Linked DNA regions of Oryctolagus cuniculus: regions 2 and 3 are each linked to region 1. The links are chromatin contacts, called in public Hi-C and Micro-C maps. All regions are on one chromosome and are shown on one strand. The core of a region is the stretch at or near the end of the contact, and the rest is flanking DNA. Distances in the headings are between cores, read along the strand shown. Region 1 holds the start of ASPN (asporin). Region 2 overlaps IPPK (inositol-pentakisphosphate 2-kinase). Region 3 overlaps CENPP (centromere protein P).

Region 1 (2,782 bases), core at 140-2,639:
CAACTTGGTTTTTTAAGGGAAGTTGAAATTTCTTAATTTTTAACTATAGCACAAAAATGCACATATATAATCCCAAAATATAATTAAAAATGTTCATAGCAGCTCTTCAAAAGGAACTTAACGCTGCTGAATTTATAAACTATTCGTGGCATACTCCTACAATGGAATACAATACAGTAACGAGAATGAACTACTGCTGACCACAATGGCATGGACGGGTCTCAAAATATGATGTTGAATGAAAAAGCCAGATACAAGAGAAAATATAAAGTATGATTCTATTTACACAAAGTCTAGGAAATAATCTAGGGGGGGTGATGTCAGGCAGTGGCTTTCTGGGGGATGAGGAGAGATTCAGGAGAGCTGGGATTTCTGGATCAAGAACCAGCGTGTAATTAACTAGGCTGTACTATTATGATGTTTTATTCTGTAATAGACTCTTCAACAAAAAGTTAAAAACAAAACAACACGTTGTGCAGCACACATTGGATTTTACTCAAAGCTTCCTGTTTATGACTAAGCTAGGATGGAATTCGGGCTGACGTTGGATGCCCTGGATACAAAGATTAGTAAGATCCACTTCATACTTTCATGATGTTTCAATTCATCAAGTTAACAGAGAAATTTGCAACTAAAACATAATTGCACAAACAGTACATGAGCACTCTACCCCAAATAGGATGGCTGCCATCCGCAGGTCAGTGGGGGTGAAGTGGGTCCTGAGCTATGCTTAGGGCTGGCCTTCTGAGGGCCAGAATACAGATGTAGGGCTGAGTTTTTATTTTAGTGAGGGGGGAATAGATACAACTGCCCGCTCCACACATTCCTCCATGACTACAGCTGGCTCACTTCAGTACTGTGGCCATTTCTTGAGATTGGGAACACGGGTCTTCAGATTCTTTATGACAAGAAAGAAGTTCTGCTAACCCACTGGAAGAGGTCTTCACAAACAGGCAGGCATCCAAATTCACACAGCAGTCTAGTGATGCACAGGTCACCTACACCAGCGAGTGTCACTAGAGTAGAAAACTGTCTTGTATTGAAGCATGTCTTAGCCGATGCAGGACCTGGGCAATCTCTAGGGGTGGGTAGAAAAGTTGGAACAAATATGGATTTTCTTCCGAGCATGGCACCTTCCTGCTCTCAAATCATCACCAGCACTGTCACACCTGATACACTCTTACAGAGGGAGAGTGGCTAGATGAGTCCTAGGGAGTCACCTGGACACATGCAGCTGTCTCATACCACACTTTATAGGCCAGCCAGTAGCCACAGGGCCTGGTGTGCCGTTTCTCCCAAAATGCCTGTGGCTGGCTAATAGCCCTCTATTGCCAAAGGCTTTTTAAAAAAAAAGTCTTGAGAAATGTGCTTAATGTAATAGCTCCAGTCATTAGCAGAAAGTAAGAGAACGGCTCCTTGCTCAGGTTCCTCTGGAGCTGGGGTTTATACCTCAATTATGTTGGCACTCAATACTGAGATTGAGAAATGTTTTACTAGTCTATATTGGGTGTCTGATTTTTAAAGTTGTAATTCACAAGCCTTCATTCACTTAAGAATTTTCTATGTATTTTTTCAAATCAGGTATTTCTTGAGTGACTCTGACTGCACTTTCAATGGCTGGTTGCCATGCATTATTAAACTCTCCCACCTCCCCCTCCTTTTTTTTTTTAGAATCTTCCAGTAGACGTCTAGAGTGTAGCTAGAAGTCTTGGCTCCGATACAGACAGTGATGGAAAACATATGAGCAGTAACGAGTTTTAATCTCACTGCTCAGTCCTAACATGGACTAATCTGTGGCAGCAGTTTACTCGAGCATCACCCAGGGTGCAGCACACCAGGCTGTGCTGCAGGGTGCTTTTTCTTTTAAATGCAACACCTTCTCATCTCTGCTGCCTAAGCAGTACCTGGGAACATTTATATTAAGACGAGTAGTACATGGTGGGTAAGTTCTACTTTCAAGAGGACTACTCTCTTTCAATAAGGTATGTTTTCATGTCTGCCTTACATGTATAATTACTTTATAGTCAATGCTAAGGAGACATTAATGTTACTAGTAAATGTCTGTAAATTATATTAAAATTTAAAGCTTATCTCTGATTTCTTAAAAATCAGCAGCTTTAACACAAACCTAAACTTTGTGTTCAAAATTAATCTAGTTTATGCATAATTGATTTATTTGAAATATAATTATGACTATTTATAACTAAGTGAAAACCTGTCAATATGCTTTACCATAAATGTTAACCTGACTTATTTTATTTTAGAAAATCATTTAAATAAAAATTTTAATATGTCCTTCTAGGAAAATAGCATTAATAATTAATGATAGTGAAGTTTAGGGATATCACAGATACACTAAATAAAACAGTAAATATTTCTTTCAAAGTATAAAACTTTTCTAATGTAATTTAAAAATGTGAATAATTCAAATGTAATTTTTATTTACACATTTAAATATCCATATTTTCCCTCAATAAATGTCCTCCTTATTCTTATGTAATAAAATGGTACTGGATAGTTAGGACAGAAATCCTCATAATTCCAAGAAAGAGCTCAGGATAGAAATTCTCAGAATGCCAAGAAAGAGTACTTATCAGCAATAGTTAAACTAGCTCTATATTAGAGATTTCTGTGCACAAACTCCACAGTCAGAATTTAACATGCTCAAGGATTTCATCTGTCCTCCCTCAACCCAAACTAAATGTTTGATTAAACCTGGATTGAAACAAATTGAAGAATGAATTCAATACAGAGCACAGCACTCCACCATGTTAACCACTTA
Region 2 (2,782 bases), core at 135-2,634, 100 kb before region 1:
GCGCCCAGGCCTCTTGTCCCCAGCTCCCCTTGACTTCCTGTTCCCAAACAGTGTGGCGGTGGCTTGGGCTTCTCTGCCCCTTGGTGTCCTTGGGGGCCCCTGGGGCCCCTGGCTACCCTCCCAGCTGGCGAGTGCTCGAAGGTCAGCTGTCCAGATGGGGACAAGGCCCCTGCAGCGCTAAGCTCGCCCATGCCCAGTAGCTAAGGCTGCTGGAGGTCCCTGGGAGCTCCCCCTAGTGTCAGCAGAAAAGCCTTTTGACGTCAGGCCGGCGTGCACTGGCGGCTGCCCCAGGCCCGTGCGAGCTTACGGTGAGCAGGGTGGTTGGCCCTCCCCAGGGCTGTCTTTATACCTGTTGACTTGTTGGGGGGTGCACTGAGGTGTCCTGTAAGGTACACAGCAGGGGTGGGTTCAGCCTGGTAGTTAGGATGACTGTATCCTGCACCAGAATACATGGTGTGATGACCGCCTCCAGTTCCTGCTTCTTGATAATGCAGACTTGTTGGGAGGCAGTGGTGATGTAATGGACGGCTCACGTAATGGATGCCTTCCACCCAGGTGGGAGACCAGGATTGCTTCCCTGGCTTTGGCCTGTCCCAGCTCTGGCCATTGTGGGCATTTGGGGTATGAACCAGTGAAAGGGAATTCCCTCTCTTTCAAACAAGTAATTTTTGAAAGTAAATAAAATGCACAGTCCTTGTCATGGGCCAGAGATTTGGCCACTCTAGCCCAGCCCAGTTGCACTGAGCCCAGATTTCTGGCCTCGGGCTGCGTGGGCCAGGATGAGCCACCTTTGCCTTCTGGCTGCCGGAGGCAGACTGCAGGCCTTCACAGACTCCTGAGTTACTTGCTCTTCTCTGCTGCTCAGGAGGGAGTAGTGACCCCGTAGCTGCGGCAGGAAGTCAGTTTTCCCTGTAAACAGATCTGGAGCAGGAGTGGAGTGCGTGCAGCTGTGGAACAGCACTGTTGAAACAGGCGCGTGCGTGTTCACTGCACTCCTCTCCCGGGCAGGAGCTTTTGAAACTTGGGTTTGTTTTTTTCTTTTTCCTTTTTAAAGTGATTTCTAAATCTAGAAGAGTGTAATAAGCATGGACCAGAACCTGAGAATACTTCTCTGAGCCAAACTGAATTTATATAATCTATTTAGCCAATCTCTTGAATGTTGCCTGTATGCCGAGTGTTTAGAGCAGAGTGGGACACACAGAAATCTCAGTGCAGATTCAGAGTGAATCTGAAAGTGCTTCTGAGTATATTTTGTTACGAGCACATGACTATTCTGATGTTTATAAAAGCCGCAGAACTAAGCCCTGAGAAGATACAGAGCATTGGAGATAGCGTTTGAGAACAAAGCTTGACACCAGATCCCTTTCTGCAAACGGGAGAAGCATGGAGGAGCCCGGCTCTCAGAGAGGTCTGTTCCTGACATCTCACCCACTCGCCTGCGGAGTGGCCACATCCACTTCTTCTTAGGTTTTGTAATACTTGGCTCACGATGAAGTGACTTTCTCAGGGTTCGTTTATATCACTGGGATGTGGGGAATATCACTCATGTTCTCTGCAGGATTGCTTTTCTGGCTAATCCTTTAACCCCGTCTCGCCTGGTTTGGAGTCACCGTAGGCACTACCTGCTGGTGTGCGTGGCTGGCGTGGGACGAGGGCACTTGGCAGTTGTGTGCATTCTCAAGTTGCGTTTCTACTTGCAGCTCTGATCAGAGGCTCGTGGTCCCCTCGTCGAGGTCTCAGCTCGCCTTCTCCGTGTCTGTGCTGGACCTCGACCTCAAGCCCTATGAGAGCATTCCTCACCAGTACAAACTGGACGGCAAGATAGTCAGCTTCTACTCAAAGACTGTGCATGCCAAAGACGACACGGTGATGTCGACGCGGTTCAAGGAGAGCGAGGACTGCACGCTGGTTCTCCACAAGGTCTAACTCCTTCCCTGGCGTGTCTCTGAAACTTGAACACAGACTGTGAAGGTTGAATGCTAGAGCTGTTTTCTGTTGCGTTGGGTGACTTTGGTTGTGACTCTTTTTGCATTTAACCCCCGCTCAGGTGGGTTGCCTCTGGGAGGTGTAGAATGGAAGAGCACTAGGAACATCTGACAGGACTAGGAATGTAGGACGTGAGCGCTGTGTCCCAGGAAGCTGCTGCTCATGGTCTTAAAATGGAAGTGTCCGTTACGCCCTGGGAAGACGTTCTGGGTGGTTCTTTCTTCCACCTGGGGGCTCACGTCTAATTCTCTGATGCAGAAAGCCTTATCCTAAGACCCAAGGTTTGGATCTCCTACCACCAGACTCCTAACTTAGAAAACTTGAATTGTCACGAGCATCCTACCGTTTGGACTTTAAGGAAACATGGATACTACTGGAACGTCCCTCTCTGAGTCCTTGGTCACTTTCTCAATGCAAGCCACACGTGGGCACAGTGCAGGGCGTGCCCGGGGGTGGTGTGAGCCGCCTAGACTCGGGTCCCTGTGGAGGTGCCGACGCCCGTGGCTCCGTGGCAGGTCGGCAAGGAGCAGAGACTCAGGTCAGGATGGACACCACTCCGCGTGAGCACTGTTTTTCCTTCACGGTTCTCTTTCGGGGGAGGCAGGCTTGCTTTCCCACCTGAAGTTGCTGCTGTAGAGGTGGGGGCAGAGCTGTCACTTGCCGAGCTGCTGGGGCAGGAGTGCCCGACTCTGGTGTGCTGGGGTCAAGGAATGGGGTTCCCCTTCTCCCACCTCACACCCTCTCCTGGGTTTGCCTTGAGCTATGCCGGGTGTGTGGGCCCATGGCCTTGTCCCCA
Region 3 (2,782 bases), core at 154-2,653, 84 kb before region 1:
TCTGGGGACTGTTCCCCCTGTTTCCTGATCTGCTGTGTGGCTGTACAGTGTGTGTTTTGAAAAATTACCAGACTGCACATTATGATGAATGCCTTTTTCTATATATCTCTAAACAAAAAGTCAAAAAGTCAAGGTAGAAAGGTAGACAATTAAGACATAAGTAAACTAACGGTTGGTGTTGTGGCACAGAGGGTTAAGCAGCCGTCAGGGTGCCAGATGGAGTCTTGGCTGCTCGACTTTTCATCCAGATTCCTTTCAGTGCACCAGGGAAAGCAGTGGGAGAGGGCCTACATGCCTGGGCCCCTGCCACACATGTGGGAGACTCAGATGAGCTTCTGGGCTCCTGGCTCCAGCCTGGCCCTGCTCCAGCCATCGTGGCCCATTTGGGGAGTGAACCAGCAGATGGAAGACCTCTTAGCCTTGTCACTCTGCCATTGAAATAAATAAATCTTCAAAAAGGAAATAAATGAAATTTATAATAGAAAAACCATGGTGTCAAAACGCCTCCCTTGGCTACTACTACCGTTTTGGCTGGAGAAATCTTTTTTCGTTTCTCATCCAGGAGGCCTGTGGCTGTGCTGGTGGCTTGACTTCCTGTCTCGGGATCTTTTCTAGGTCTGCTCTATCTATCCTTGGGGAAACTCCCCAGGATTTGGTAAAGAACATATCGTCTAGCTTGTTTCCTGTGATCCTCCTGGATTAGAACTACCGATCTGCAAGCCCATCTCAGCTGAGGTGTCCAGAACACTGTATGGGGAGCAGCCACTATGTTTTTTTCAGGGTCAAAAGTAACAGGGTCATACCTTTCTTTTTTATTTTTTAAAGATTTTTTTTTTTTTGAAAGACAGAGTTAGAGAGAGAGAGGCGTGGGGAGGGAGGGAAGAGACAGAGACTGAGAGATCTTCTATCTGCTGGTTCACTCCCCAAATGGCTGCAACAACTGGAGCTAGGCCAATCCGAAGCCAGGAGCCAGGAGCCTCCTCCGGGTCTCCCACCTGGGTGCAGGGCTCCAAGCACTTGGGCCATCCTCTGCTGCCTTCCCAGGTCATCAGCAGGGTGCTGGACTGGAAGTGGAGTGGCCAGGACTCGAACTGGTGCCCATATGGGATGCCGGTGCTGCAGGCAGAAGCTTAACCTACTATGCCACAGTGCCGGCACTTGGGGGCCATACTTTTCAATAATTATATTTTGGATTTTTCCCCCTCAAGGTAATACCTCATGCACAGTGATTTTTGATTATTTTCCTCTGTGCTCTAGGTTTCAGTGCATTCCCATTTTCTTGATAGTTCAATGTGCAGAAAGACTTAACATTATCTGAAAAGATGGAGATTTTGACGTTGACTCCCTCATGGCTCATATATACAAAACTTCAATTGCTTAATATTTCTGAGACTAGGGGCCCACATGATTTTTGTTCAACTATAATTAGTTACATCATGTTTGAGATAAATGGGCCCAAAGCCACTGCTCAGAAATCTGTTAGGTGAAGATCTTTAGTTGTAGACATTTTATATTTGTGAGTTTTCTACTAGTCTTCCAAAATCTCCCTCTACTAATAATTCATCTAACCTGTAATTTTAAAATAACACTTGAAGAAACATACAAATTTCCAGAAGCCAAGGCTGACCAAAGAAATGGAAAAGGATTGTAGTTCTTAGCTTTACTTGGAAACAAAGACCTGAAGTTTGAGGGCTGGAGAGGGACGAGAGCCCCAGGGACCAGGCGGCTTGCATAACCAACTTTGATTATGCAGCCCTGGCCAACAGCAGGATGGAAACAAGAGAGTGAGTGCCAGGACAGTCAAGCTGTCTGCTTTTTTCTTAAAGACAAAACAGCTAAAAGACAAGTTCTAGTTTCCTAAAAGTTATTCTTCAGCATTAAATAAAAAGATCTATGCCGTTCTTTAAAATCAAGTGTCATGAATAAGCAGAGCACTTATTCGCTCATTTGTAATAGAAAGGAGATTCTCTATGTAAAATGTCATGAGTCCTAAATACTAACCAGCTGTGTTTCACTGTCTCTTAGAAAGCAAGAAGATGCACTGAAAGAAACCAAAGCTAGAGTCTGAAAAAAAGTCTCAAGAAAAAGTGGTTAGCAATCAATTATGTTAAGACTGACATGTGCTCACCCCTACCATCTCAGCAGAGGGCTGGCTCAATGCCTGCCAGGGAGCATTTGCAAAATTTTTTTTTCATCTTTTCTGCTCCATACCCTTTGTACATGAACACGATGGCGATGTTCTCATAAAGTGCTCCTAAACGCCTGGCTTACGCTAACATGTTATGGACATGTGGAATCGTTTACCTAATCACAGTCTACACAGCAAGGCAGGTGCCAAAGGGAAATGTGTCTCCTGAAGGGCCAACTTCCACATTCTTAGGGAGAAGAAATAATCGACTCTTTTGGAGGGAGTTGGGATAATACTGTGTAGCTTGTGTTTATTAGATGAGTACACTGTTTTAAACTAATTACAAATATCCTAAATATTAGGTAAAAATGGATAGAGTCAGTGTGGAGGTCGCCCGGGGCACCTGGCAAAAAGGAAAGCCTTAGTAAAAATCCCCAGGAGTGGGGGCTGGCTCCATGGCTCACTGGGTTAATCCTCTGCCTGCAGCACCAGCATCCCATATGGGCGCCAGATTCTGTCCCAGCTGCTCCTCTTCCAGTCCAGCTCTCTGCTGTGGCCTGGGAAGAAAGTGGAGTATGGCCCAAGTGCTTGGGTACCTGCACCCCCATGAGAGACCATGGGGAGGCACCTGGCTCCTGGCTTCGGATCAGCATA

What was found. Hi-C and Micro-C count contacts between places; a contact is called where the count stands out from the background.
Region 2: a contact with region 1 is called in a Hi-C map of skin fibroblasts, with 1.7 times the contacts expected there. The contact joins the enhancer-like site here to the promoter of ASPN in region 1. A contact is called at or near these places in 2 of 6 Hi-C or Micro-C datasets (psoas muscle and skin fibroblasts).
Region 3: a contact with region 1 is called in a Micro-C map of ear pinna, with 3 times the contacts expected there. The contact joins the enhancer-like site here to the promoter of ASPN in region 1. A contact is called at or near these places in 2 of 6 Hi-C or Micro-C datasets (ear pinna and skin fibroblasts).

Annotation. Positions count from the first base shown.
Region 1 is chr1:146,329,988-146,332,769 of mOryCun1.1, forward strand. It overlaps ASPN (asporin), which reads left to right and starts at 1,390. Exons shown (of 9, transcript XM_051859178.2): 1 at 1,390-1,982. All of the region lies in intron 5 of CENPP (centromere protein P), which reads right to left.
Region 2 is chr1:146,226,232-146,229,013 of mOryCun1.1, forward strand. It overlaps IPPK (inositol-pentakisphosphate 2-kinase), which reads left to right. Exons shown (of 13, transcript XM_002708226.5): 13 at 1,701-2,782. The coding sequence ends at 1,926. All of the region lies in intron 8 of CENPP (centromere protein P), which reads right to left. Among named protein-coding and RNA genes, the nearest start is that of ECM2, 44 kb to the right of the region's middle. Within about 2 kb of position 1,385, at least 3 of the 8 cell types and tissues checked have an H3K27ac peak or open chromatin away from gene starts, as enhancers often do.
Region 3 is chr1:146,246,313-146,249,094 of mOryCun1.1, forward strand. The region is part of intron 5 of CENPP (centromere protein P); the gene reads right to left. Among named protein-coding and RNA genes, the nearest start is that of ECM2, 24 kb to the right of the region's middle. Within about 2 kb of position 1,404, at least 3 of the 8 cell types and tissues checked have an H3K27ac peak or open chromatin away from gene starts, as enhancers often do. A contact at or near this core is called in ear pinna, where this site is marked.